Regions from separate parts of the Canis lupus genome. Here region 2 is linked to region 1. Evidence: chromatin contacts called from public Hi-C data. All regions are on one chromosome and are shown on one strand. Each heading gives the region's core, a stretch centred on a gene start, on an enhancer-like site or on the middle of the called end of the contact. The rest is flanking DNA. Distances are from core to core; before and after follow the strand shown. Region 1 overlaps LOC111097109 (a long non-coding RNA gene). Region 2 holds the start of ERG28 (ergosterol biosynthetic protein 28 homolog).

Region 1 (6,485 bases), core at 1,648-4,147:
ATATACAACATAACTTAAAGAAGCACTGATTTTAAAGGACATCTGGGTGGCTCAGGGGTTGAGCATCTGCGTTGGGCTCAGGGTAATCCTGGGATCCTGGAATCAAGCCCCACAATGGGATCCCATGGGGAGCCTGCTTCTCCCTCTGCCTATATCTCTGCTTCTCTCTCATGAATGAATGAATGAATGAATGAATGAATGAATGAATAAATAAATAAATAAATAAATAAAATATTTTTTTAAAAAACACTGATTTTTTTTTTAAAAGATTTTATTTAGTCATGAGAGAGAGGCAGAGACATAGGCAGAAAGAGAAGCAGGCTCCACGCAGGGAGCCGGATGTGGGATTCAATCCCAGGACTTCAGGATCATGCCCTGGGCTGAAGGCAGATGCTCAATCACTGAGCCACCCAGGGATCCCCAAGAAGCACTGATTTTAAGTCTCTAGTCTGAGAAAGAGAAGCCCACTTCCTCCAGGGAAAGGAGGATGGGAGAGGAACTGGCTAAAAGCATCCCTTCCAGTCCCCACATCTCCTGTTCCTTCAGCCAATCAGCCAGCATCAATCAAGAGGGGACTGAAGCCACAGGATGGGTGTAAAAGCATTTTACAGGTCACAAAGCATTGGGTTGCTTCTTCCATTTTGATAAATACTTATTGAGGCCCTACTATGTCCTGGGCATCAGGGATATGATAGTGAGCAAAAAAAAGACCCTCGTGGAGCTTTCAGCCTGGTGGGGATGCTACGGGAGAATCATCACACACATAACTGCAAACCTTGATGTTGCTATCATTGTTGTGGGTACCGAGGGCCAGGAGACAGTCACCAGAGGGAAGGGAGCTGGTTTATACCAAACGGTCAGGGAAGGCCTCTCTGAGGAAGTGAGCTTTTAAGCTTGCACTCTGATGCTGCCTAAAAGTTAGCCAGGCAGAGAGGAGGAGCTCCTGGCAGAGGGGAAGAGAATGTACAAAGGTCACACGACAGAGGGGAGCATCGCACTCAAGGAACTGAAAGAAGACTGGCAAGGAGTGAAGCAATGTGGGGCTCCAAGAGAGGCAGAAAGCAGCCTGGGAGGCGACTGGAGTGGAGGGTAGAGGCTCTGCATCCCCCCCTCCTTCTCCTTCCCCCCAGAGTGACTGGTGCACAGCCCTGCTACCAACATCCATGTGGACATCTCAGCCCTGCCCACAGAGTCCCATTCTCCCTGACAGCCCACTCTCTCCTCTTCTAACCCTTCCTCACCCTCCTCTCCACCAGCCACTCCTCTGCTACTCATCGACCTCTACCTTCCCCTCTCTAACATGTTCACCATTTACCATTTAAACCTGCCTGAGATCCCCCCTCCAACCATTCCAGGCAACCAGACCTCGATTTCGGGACAACTTCTTCCCCAGAAGAAACGACAATCCATACATCAAAAACCACAAGTTTACTGAGGGCTCCACGTATGGAGGGATCCTCAAGTGCTGTGCCAGCCACCACTTCACACATTTTTTCCAGCCGGTCCTGACAACTGTCTTAACTACATAACTACTATCATTTCAGTTTTATAGTTGAGGAAATTGAAGTGTCAAAAAGGTAAATAATTTTTACAGTTACACAGCTGTAAATTGGTTGAGCCAATACTACCTTCCCATTTGTCACTGGGCACTCTACTATGTGACCCTGTCTGTACTGACCAAGCAGCTGCAATTCAAAAGCCTTAAGAAGGAGGGCACCCTTGGCCCGCCCCAAAAGTACACACACAAAAAAATTAGCCGTGAAGATATTTGCAGCCTTGTCTACAATAGCAAAAAAGTATGGAACCACCTGAAGGTTATATTTCAACAATGCAGAATTGGTTAAATTGCGGGACACTTATAACTAGACTCCTATGTAACTAGCTATTAAATTTGATCACGTAGAAAAGTATGTTCATGGGACACCTGAGTGGCTCAGCGGTTGGGGGTCTGCCTTCGGCCCAGGGCGTGATCCTGGGGTCCCAGGATGGAGTCCCGTATTGGGCTCCCTGCATGGAGTCTGCTTCTCCTTCTGCCTGTGTCTCCGCCTCTTTCCGTGTGTCTCTCATGAATTATCTTTAAAAAAAAAAAAAAAGGGATCCCTGGGTGGAGCAGCGGTTTGGCGCCTGCCTTTGGCCCGGGGCGCGATCCTGGAGACCCGGGATCGAGTCCCACGTCGGGCTCCCGGTGCATGGAGCCTGCTTCTCCCTCTGCCTGTATCTCTGCCTCTCTCTCTCTCTCTCTCTGTGACTGTCATAAATAAATTAAAAAAAAAGAAAGAAAGAAAAAGAAAAATATGTTCATGATCTACAGTATAGAAAAAGCAGATTACAAAACATTATTACAGCGTGACCCTATTTCCATAAAAACCACAGCATAGAAACTAGAGAGTATAAAACTAAAGTGTACAGGAAAGGTAGAATAAAAAGTAATGACAGTCATTATCTCTGTGATGAGACTACAAGTGATTTTTTATTTTTTATTTTGATTGTCTGATTTTTCAAAGCTTTCACCATGAGCATTTTTTCTTTTGGAGAGAGAGGAAAAGGAAAAAGAAAAAATCAGAAGGTATTTGAACCTTCTCATTTATTATCTTTAAAAAAAAAAAAAAACAAACAAACCACTCTGCTGGGAACATTTAAAAAAAAAATCTTTTCTTCTTACAAAAGCAATGGGCGCTTGCCAAAAATAAAAAATCAGAAAGTACAAACAGGCAAAAAGAACAAAAACATATTCCCTCTTCCCCGCAGACAACCAATACTAGCACCTTTGTGACTCTGCATAGGTCCTGTTTTTTTACAATTTCTTTGAATTCTGCTCGAGATGCTAGTCACTGGGGCCCACCCTGTTGCCATCACGAGCCATATGAGGCTGGAAGGGGACTTACAGATTCCTGTGTGATCCCCAAACAGCCCGTAAGGCAGATTGTCCAGGTCCCAGATTGTGTCTGAGATCCCGGAATAGTGACTCCCTTAGTATAGACCCTGCCACTGGGGAGCACACAGCTTCTTGTGGGTCACAGGGCAAGAGCCATCAAGTGTGAGGACCACAAGAGTGATTCCCAGCGTGTTTGGGATTGCAACACCCTATCATTGTTGGATTTTGCAACCCTCCTTCCCCCTCTTTGAAAAGAACTCAAAGGACTACAAGCAACATTTGCATCTCCCACTTAGTACTTTTCCACACATGCAGCTGAAGGGAAGTAAGGTTAATTTGGCTTTAAGACTATCATCACCCCTCTTCCCCCCCACTCCCCCACCCCTTGGAGAAGAGCCGGCACCTGTCCCAGGTGTCCTCAGACAGGTTTGGGAATGGCAGCTTCCAGGAGCTGTGCCAACAGGTTCTGCTGTGAAGGAGGCCACACCAGTCCTGGAAGTCCGGGTCACAGGGCAGGATGTCCCTGGGCCATTCACACACACACACACACACACACACACACTCCACAACAACAGGTTTCCAAGGCCCACCCTGCCCACACCCTCTCTTACTAAAGTCACTTCTCCTGGGAAGGAGGTAGAAAGGCCTAGAGCTGGCATCTAGCCCCACTGCGTCCACACCCTCAGTGCACCCTTGGGCAGAAAATGTTCCTAGAGCTTGTGTGCAAGTAAAACCATTCTTCAGAGCCTGTGATATCCAGTCATGGCCCAGACCCAGGGCCTCCCCTCCACCCTGAGCTCCACGGTTGAGATGATCTCATCGCCATTCGATATGCTCACTCATTCTTGAAACTTCAAAGATTTTGGAGACCCTGTTCTCCTTTATATATGGCTCTTCTCATCAATAATAACCATCGCTTCTGTTTCTTAAGCTCCTTATATGACGGGTATTTTACCAGCGTGCAATTGGACAGCATTTTAATCTAGATACAACTATCCTCATTTCACAGATGAGAAAACCGGGGCTCCAAGAAGTAAAGTGATTTGCCCAAAGTCACGCAACTGCTGACAGGGACAAGAGTCAACTCAGGCCTGCCTGACCCTAAAGTGCATGCACTGTCCTGGAAGGCTGGGACAGAAAGGAATCGAGAGATCCTATCATGTTCCCCATCCCATTTACAAGGCACCTGAGCTGGAAAATTAATTTACAAACTGTTACATAGCACTTAGCACTTATGTGCCAGGCACTTTGCAAATATCAACTCAATTTATCCTCATCATATTGCTAAGAAGCTAGGTACTTATTTTTACAGATGAGAAAGTGACACACAGAGAGGGGAGTAAACTTGTCTGAGGCTACACAGCAGGTGGCGCAATCTGGATATAAACCTGGATCCAGAGCTTCTGCTGCCTGTCTGAACCCAGGAGTAGGGACCTCCCTCCTAATCCTTCATCCCTTGACCTTTCCACAGTGTCACCCTCCTCTGTGTCTGAGAGTCCACTCCAAACTTCCTCATCCCTCTCTGGGTGGCGGTGGTGTTCTCTTGTGAAATTGTTTGGTGGAACCACTTATTGTGCAAGGCTATATTTAATTAGGTCACTACCTAGATTCCCCCAAAGAACTAAGTTCTGGAAGGTTTGTCGAAGCGAAGGCTTAGAGTTTGCTTTTGCATAGATTAATCGGTTAATATATCAGTTAATCAGCAAGAGCTTGTTGAGAGCACTTTCTGTCCCCAGCCCTGTGCTGGGCACTACGGAGTCTATGAACATGAAGCCACAGAAAACGTGGCTCCCACCCACAGGGAAACAACGCTAATGATAGATAAGGGTGCCTTCTGTGTGTGGGTCTGTGTACAGCTGTATTTAGAAGATATACAGAACGGGAGAGTCAGAAAAGCTGTTATGAAAGAGGTAGAACTTGACATAGGGGCTGAAAAGGGGACAGGGTTTGGATAGTAGGAAGGAAAAATACAGTCCAGGCAAGAGAAACAACAGAAGTCTCTTCTGCATCCCAATTGACCAGATCCTCAGAAATACACTAGAAAGCGAAACGGCTGGGATTGGGGCACCTGGGTGGCTCAGTGGTTGAATGTCTGCCTTTGGCTCAGTTATGATCCCAGCTGTCCTGGGATCGAGTCCCACATCAGGCTCGCTGCAGGAAGGCTGCTTCTCCCTCTGCCTGTGTCTCTGCCTCTGTGTGTGTGTGTGTGTGTGTCTCATGAATAAATAAATAAAATATTTTTAAAAAGCAAGGGCTGGGATTATTTTTCTTCTGCCAAATTTTGCTCTTTGTATCAGAGCGAACAGAGTACTTCCTCTACTGCACCACTACGCTGCTGCTTCTGCACTGGAGAAGGGCGCTGTGCCTCCCGTGTCCACCGGGGGGAGAGCCTCTGCTTCTACCGCTTTGGCCCAGACTCCTCCAATCAGCCGGTTGGGGTGACTGAGGCCAGCCGTGGGCACCAGCCTTCTCAGTCTGAGCTGCCTTCTGGCTCAGTCTAGACATCAGGGAAGAAATAGAATGTAGGATGTAAGAGAAGTTGGTTGAGACATGAGGGGAAGAGAGACAGAGACGTTCGAGAGGCATTCCCCCTCCAGAATCTAACCTCCAAGCCCCATGAAAAGACCCTCCGATGAGCAGAAAAGGGTTCCCACGGGTTCAGGCTACGCATCTTCTGCTGTTCGTTTTGGCTGAGAAAAGCTTAATTAACGCAAGGCTTGGGTAACTATGCTAGTCTAAGATGGTTTCAGGACAGCCACCTCGGGCTCCCTAGACAAGAAGCCATTCCAGCTACCTTAGGAGGAATGCTTCTGGCTTTGGAAGCACACACCTCCTGGCCAGCGCCACAGGCCCTGCTGTGGGGCTGTGGGCTGTGTGGAGCAGCAGGTGTGCCCCTGGCCTCCTTTAGGAGGCCTGCAGTCAGCATTTATTTTTATTTTTATTTTTTTTAAGATTTTACTTATTCATGAGAGAGAGAGGCAGAGACACAGGCAGAGAGAGAAGCAGGCTCCATGCAGGGACTTGATCCTGGGTCTCCAGGATCAGGCCCTGGGCGGAAGGCAGGCACCAAACGGCTGAGCCACCCAGGGATCCCCTGCAATCAGTATTTAGCTTTACTGCACACACCCCCTCATCTGAGCCAGGCAGCAGGGTCCCCAAGACACAAGAGCACAAGAGGTTAGAGGTGAGGCAGAAAGAACTCTAGTTTGAAGCCAGAAATCCTCTTTATGTCCCTAAGTGCACTAGCTGTGCAAGTTTGGATGGATGAACCAACCTCTCTGAACCTTTGTTTTCCCATTTGTGAGATTTTAAAAAGGGGGGGGGGGCAGGATTAGGGGGAAATGTCTGACGTGCGTTCCAGCTCTGCTATTCTGGAAAACACACAGTTCTCTGGCCAAGGAAACTGAGGAATTGGAGGAGGGGGGTGAGGGGGGCGCAGGCGAGCCGCTCAAGGGTCAGCCCCAGACGCCAGTTCCGAGGCCCGAGGCCCCAGCCGCGGCCTCTGCAGCACTGCCTGCCCCACCCCCGGCCCCACGGCCCACGGCCGGGCACACACCCACGGCTCGCTCCCTCCCTCCCTCCCTCCCTCCCTCGGAGATTTCTGGAATCT
Region 2 (6,795 bases), core at 20-2,519, 300 kb before region 1:
TTTGCAGATCTCATTTTTCTATACATTCAAAATATGATAAAGATCGTCTACAAGACCAAAAAAAAAAAAAAAAAAAAAAAAACCTGGCAATCCCGGTAACGATCCCTACAGATCCTCAGCGGAACGGGCAATATCTAACAACTTCAAAGAAGATGTCCTTCCGAGGATTCCCAACGGGATTTCTCGATCTTTCCCAAAGTGTTGGGAAGTCCTTTATTTTTTTTTTTAATTTATTTATGATAGTCACACACACAGAGAGAGAGAGAGAGAGAGAGGCAGAGACACAGGCAGAGGGAGAAGCAGGCTCCATGCACCGGGAGCCCGATGTGGGATTCGATCCCGGGTCTCCAGGATCGCGCCCTGAGCCAAAGGCAGGCACCAAACCGCTGCGCCACCCAGGGAAGTCCTTTAAATTAAAGCACACGAAACCTCCCAGGGAGGAAGGGATGCCAAACCCGTTGCAGGCTGCCAGCCGAGCGGAGAAGACGGCGATCCGAAGAAGATTAAGGACACTCGCCCGAGGAGCGTCCCCGCCCTAAAGGGATCAGCCCCGCGGTCCCACCCCCGGCAGGTCCTCAGATGCTCCCCGCGGGAGGGCAGGGGGGACTCCGCCGCGGCGATTCAGCCCGGCGCGCCCGGAAACCAACAGCTGCTCCCGGACCCCGACAGGGAAGTGCAGCGGCCGGCGCCCGCCCAGACTCGGGAGCTCCCCTCCCTCGCGGAGCGGAGCGCGCCAGCGCAGGCGTTTACCTGGCTCATCTTCCCATGGCTCGGGGCCGGCCGGCCGGCGGGGACCGCGCTCTGCGCCTACCTCCCTCCTCCTTCCCCAGCCGGGCTCCCGGCCGCCGCCGACCGCTGCTTCCCCCGTTACTACAACAACCAACCAGCAACCGCCCGCTCGGAGCCACTGCGCAGGCGCCCGCCACCCCGCGCTTAAAAACGCTCGGCTTTGGGCGCGAAGGAATGTCGTCACTCGGCTTTGGGCGCGAAGGAATGTCGTCACCGCCGCGCCGCGCGGGCGCAGAGCTTTGCTCTCAGCCAAAGTCTCGACTCCTTTTTTTTTTTTTTCTTTTTTCCGCTCTTTCTCCCTCCACCAGCCTCCAGCGCCGGGGTTCTTCGGCCACGCTCAACCGGACGGCCCCGCGGCGCGAGTGGCGGTACCCAGGGTGAAGCTTGGGCATCGGCGACCACTGATTGGCAGTAAGAGGGTTCACGCCCCATCTCCTGCTCGAGCACAACCGGAGCCGCCAATCAGAGCGAGGACTGACGGAAACGACCCAATCCTGGAGCCGGGCTGTGGGCGGGGGCGAGGACAAATGGCTCAGGTGGGCTCCTCGCTCGTTGGACCGCTTTTGGAGCTTGGCTGCTGCCGCCGGGGCTCCCGCTGGTGCTGCCCGCTGCTGTGCTGGGGATCCGGTCACCAGGTACGGACCATGTGGAGGAGAAGAGGGGGGGACGTGTTTGTGTGGCATCTGACGGAAAGGATCCAGGGAGCCTGGAAAAATGGAGGCGAGACCAAGGGTTGGAGAGACCTTGAGACGGGGGAGCTGGGACTGTGAAGATGAAGAAGGGCTTGGTAGGCTGGAGGAACCAATGAGCGGATGGATGAATGAGCGGCTACTCTGAGCCCAGGGCAAGGAACCTTCACCTTCTCACGGAATAACCCTTGAGATGGGTTTTTGTTTTTTGTCTTTGTTTTTGTTTTTTAACTCCATTTTGCAGATTTCTCACGCAGGGTCTCACAGCTGCAAAATGATTGTTGGAAGGGTAGGAACCTCCCTCCTGACTAGTTTTAACACCACACCTTTCCTGGGCCGGGCCAGGACAAAATTGGAGAACAGATGTTGGGTACTCTCGGAGGCTCTAAAGCTTTGGGGCAAATGGGGGTGAGGATTCTGGTAGAGCAGATCGGAAGAGTGCTCAGGCTCTGCCCTCATCAGCCATCTGTTAGGATTTCTAAGTGCTTCCGTAAAATGGGCATAAGTTCTCTCAGAGAAGGGGGCTCTCCATAAGGCGTTTCTGACCCTGGGAGGAGAAAGCCTGAGTCTCCTATTGAGAAATGGTGAGAAAATAAGGATGTGTGTGTGTGGGGGGGGGGTGTCTTGGCCCATGCCATGACCACTTCTGATCTCCAATAAAGCTGTGTTCTCTCTGGACTTCAACAAGATCCATTGTTGTCATCTACCCCTCCCTGAGGGATTCCTGCTTCCTCCTCTAGAGCTCCTTTTTTTGTTTCTCTATTTTGTTTTCTTTTTAGTGCTTCACACTGTCTTATGCCATGGCTGACTTTAATATCGATTTCAGCTGATCATACTGAAACTTGTGCCAGAGTGACAAAGGAAGCCTGATGACTTATCACCACTTCAGGCCCAAGAAGTTAACCTTACAACAGATGAACTGTGGGGAAAGCAAAAAACAACCAAAAAAAAAAAAAAAAACTACAATGAAAATGAGAAGTAGTAGTTCTGTTCTTAAATTCTTTATCCACGAGTTTTATTTAAATCAAGTTGATTGAAATCGTTGCTCCTCAAGGATTCGTGGAAGCTTTTTTTTTTAAACAAAAAATACAGAACGTAATTGGATTTTGTATACAACTTCAAGGCACAAGCGTATATAGTATACTTAGTCTTTGAGAATAGAAACTTCATCAAAATATTCTCAAACAGTGAGGCAGTATTGCAATATAGAATCCAACAAAGCATAATTTGAATCTCAGCTTTGCCACGCATAAGCTGTGTAACTTCAAGCAAATCACTTAATTTCTCCGTGCCAACTCTCATCTGTCAAATGGAAATAGTAATAGTGCCTACCCACCTTGTTTAGGGATTAAATGAGATAATATATACATGGCATATACAAGTGCATGATAACTGTTAGCTGTCATAATCTCTCTCTCTCTTTTTTTTTAAGATTTTATTCATTTATTAATGAGAGACATAGAAAGAGAGAGGCAGAGACACAGGCAGAGGGAGAAGCAGGCTCCATGCAGGGAGCCTGACGTGGCACTCGATCCCGGGTCTCCAGGATCACGCCCCAGGCTGAAGGTGGCGCCAAACCGCTGGGCCACTGGGGCTACCCTGTCATAATCTCTCTTGCAACCCAACACCAACATTACTGTTTCCTTCTCCATTCAATTTTCATGCTTGTTTTCAAGTCACAAAAGTTTAACTTTTATTTTGTTCTAGCTTATGGAGCATGAGTGACCTGAGAACCAGAGTAGAGAACACCTGAGACTGTAAATATTGCCATCACTCCATAGATCCCACTCAAATGTATAAGGCTTTCCTGTGCTTAGAAGGGTCTGTCATCAATAGCTAGACGGATATGTTAGTAGATTTATCATTACCTTGCGCCACTTGCATTATAAGAATGACATAAAAAAACTAGGCTAGGGGTTTAGATATTAAAGGACTGATTCCAGCCAAGAGAAAACAGTTCTGATTTAGGCTACCATTGTGGAGAAGTTGCTTAGACAAAAATAAGTACTGTGCCACCTACTGCAAAGTATACTGTTGATTCACTGCTACTAGTATGAGTAAATATCAAGACCAGTTTCTCTTAGTGTCACACAAATCCATTTTATTACTTTATAGTAATATTTGTACACCTCCTTTTCGTTTGTTTCCTTTTTTCTCCATTATTTTTGTCTGGCTTTACCATTTCCAGCCATTGCGTTATTTAGCCTTTTTTACTCTAGGTACAGGTTAGCACCCTTCGATATAGGGCAAATATCCAAAGGCAGTGAACTAACCCTGTGAAGTAAGAATAGTATGTTAAGATAACTGAGGGTGGATGGGCCTTAGAGACTTGGAAAGGAATTCGCAAAATGATTGCCCAGATAACTTATGAGTGGGACGCAAGTTAACTACCCAAATCAGATAGCTTATGCTTGAAGTAGACTAACTGCTGTCTCCTGTTTTTTGCCTTTGTTCCCAAGGCAAAAAGCTTTCTCGGGTTGGAGGGAAGTCATGAGCCGTTTCTTGAATGTGTTACGAAGCTGGCTGGTTATGGTGTCCATCATAGCCATAGGGAACACGCTGCAGAGCTTCCGAGACCACACCTTTCTCTATGAAAAGCTCTACACTGGCAAGCCGGATCTTGGTAAGAAGTCAGAGAACTGCATCCTGTATGGGAGTGGCCTAATTGTGGTTCCCAGACCAGGCTATCCTTGAGAACTACCTAAGAAATTTAAAAGCAAACATCACAGGTACCTATTTTCTCCTCCAAACTTATTTCCTGAAATTTCTACACCAAGTGGGGCCCCAAGTCTATTTTTTCGTAACCTCCCAGGTGATTCTGCTGCTGGCTAACTCGGAAAGCCACTGGAATAATAGACTTTCTGGATAGCACTTGGCCCTTTTTCCCCCAAGCTTGTCTGAATACATTTTCATCCATGTTATACTGTCCTTTACATTTCACAGACAATACAAATGTATTACAAGGATAAGTGAGAAGATAGAGTTATTTGGTGACTCTGGGATGCCCCACTAGAAAGCGACAAAAAAGCTTTTCATATGATCTCAGCCCTCTTCAGAAGCAAGGCTGTGCCATGGTTTATTCCATGCTGCAGATAGGGAGTTACCAATCCAAGCTCTTCCCAAACACTGAAGAGTCCCTGAGAAGATGTCCAAAATTCCTCTGAACTGGTCTCCCAAAGTGAAACTGAGAAGGCCTCTGCTGGCCTTACCCAGTTTCCTGAGCCTCCCAGCTGAGAGTATTTTCACATTTCAGCTTGTGCTTCCTTGCACTGATGTGTGGGGTAGTGGTGTTTGAGCTGCAGCACCATTTCACGCAGCTGACAATTCTGTGTCACATTTATAGCTAACCCAGATTCGGGCTCTGACCTAGCTCATTTTTCTGTAACATCTCCATACAAAATGAATCTTAAGTAGGCTAAGGCTCATTTTGAGCAAAGCTCAATAGGAGTAAAGTATCTGGAAAAGTTCCACTTCCCTCCCCCCCCCCCCCAAACACTGCCCTCTGCTGTGTAGATTCACAGGATTTTAGAGGTTATCTGACCTAGTCCTCCAGAATTTCACCTGATGCCTAAACTGGCTACAGATGATGAGATATTCCACTTTTGTGTGTCACTAACTAGAGCTATTTCCCCAGCCTTTTCATCAGAAGAGCTGTCAAACTGGTTTGACATTATAAAGAATGTAGCCTTCTGGGGCCAACCACTAGATATTTGGTGCATATGAAATTTTTTCTCACCTTACTACCATCTAAAGATCTTCAGGGTTGTGAAATTGGTATCACTCTCTGGTTTTCCAAAGGATGGAAAATCTTTAAAGCCCAAGTAAACATTCATCGGCCTTTCAGTCATCAGTCTTACCCTTGAAATTTCTCTTGCTCAATAGACCAGTAAAGGAAGTATCTTTGCTTTCACAGTTTCGCCTTTCCTGGCCACAGGATGCCTTAGATTGTACATTACAATCACCCAGGGAGAGAGTATTTTTAGAAAATGCATATTTCCAGGGCCTACCTCCAACGAGTATGATTTAATTGGTCTGGTACCCAGGTCTTGGTAATTTCATAAAACGTCTGTAGTTGCTCTAATAAACACCCAGGGTCTAGGACCACTGTTAAGGTAGACTGTGATCAGTACTCACAGGATAAGATACTAAGAACAGAGTACCAGAACAAAGTCATCAAGAGCAAGGTGGCCTCAGCAAACACCAAAGAAGCAATGCTTTGTTCCAGTACCAAATGCACAGGAAACCTGCCCAGTTTAAGCTTTGTTCAAATAACATAGATCTGGATTCTGAAGAAGAGTTCAGTCTCTTCCACACCAGATTGAGCATTTAGATAGGTCTCAGGATTTTCAAGTTCTCTCCTGCATCAGCCTTGAAAGCTGACTGACGTAGGCATCTTATATTAATGCACCACTGTCTGCAACATTCCCCCAAACCTGTCCCAATCCAGACTTGCTGAACTTCACCCACACCAGAGTGGCTTCCAGGACAGAGGTATAAACTGCTACATTCAGGAGTTATTACCTAGGTAGACTCTGGATTTCTACTCTTGAAACTGCCCCCACCCAACTCTAGACATTTGAAGAGGAGCTGAATAGTTCTCATTCTTGAATTCCTTCCATTCCTACTAGTTCCCATGTATAGTACCAGAGCCTCCCCTCTGCCCAGCCAGAGAGTTCAGGCTGAGCAGTCTGCCTCTCATGAACCACCAGTGAAGTAAAGGAGTTTGGAGGGAATCCTAATTCTCTCCTCTCAACACTCTTTTCTCTGCTGTATAGTGAATGGCCTCCAAGCTCGGACTTTTGGGATCTGGACACTGCTGTCATCAGTGATTCGCTGCCTCTGTGCCATCGACATCCACAACAAGACGTATGTAAGGGAAGGAAAAGCCTTAGCATCCTTTTGTTGGAAATCAGGTGCTAGGCATACCCAGTGTGGTCCTCCCCCTGGAGGCTTATTCATTTTCATGCATTAGCCTATAGAATATGGATAATAAAAGGTTAGTAGGTCCTATTCTTTCGAGGCTAATAATAATAATAATACTAATAATAAGTAATAGGCCTAACAGGTTTAAAGTTTGAAAATTCTTTAGAAGTGAATAGCAACTGGCAGTGTCATGATCCAGCAGCCTGCATCATACCCCTCTACTTCTTTACTAAAGAATCAGCCTTTCTTCTACTAAAGAAATAGAATAGTGTGCTCTTTTTAGAGCAGCCACCCACATATACCTTATTCTCACATTCCTCCTTAAGAAGTAGGAATGAACAGAAATCACAATCCATGAAAAAAGGAACCCACAAGTAAACCACCGTAAGCTTAT

What was found. A called contact is a pair of places that touch in the nucleus more often than the background predicts.
Region 2: a Hi-C map of skin fibroblasts shows a contact between it and region 1, with 2.7 times the contacts expected there. The contact joins the promoter of ERG28 here to the enhancer-like site in region 1. A contact is called at or near these places in 2 of 9 Hi-C or Micro-C datasets (amygdala and skin fibroblasts).

Annotation. Positions count from the first base shown.
Region 1 is chr8:48,662,748-48,669,232 of UU_Cfam_GSD_1.0, reverse strand. All of the region lies in intron 1 of LOC111097109 (a long non-coding RNA gene), which reads right to left. Among named protein-coding and RNA genes, the nearest start is that of FOS, 17 kb to the right of the region's middle. Within about 2 kb of position 2,897, at least 4 of the 20 cell types and tissues checked have an H3K27ac peak or open chromatin away from gene starts, as enhancers often do.
Region 2 is chr8:48,960,570-48,967,364 of UU_Cfam_GSD_1.0, reverse strand. ERG28 (ergosterol biosynthetic protein 28 homolog) reads left to right here and starts at 1,269. Exons shown (of 5, transcript XM_038545339.1): 1 at 1,269-1,424; 2 at 3,938-4,101; 3 at 6,254-6,348. The coding sequence starts at 3,969. TTLL5 (tubulin polyglutamylase TTLL5) reads right to left here and starts at 893. Exons shown (of 34, transcript XR_005363557.1): 1 at 751-893.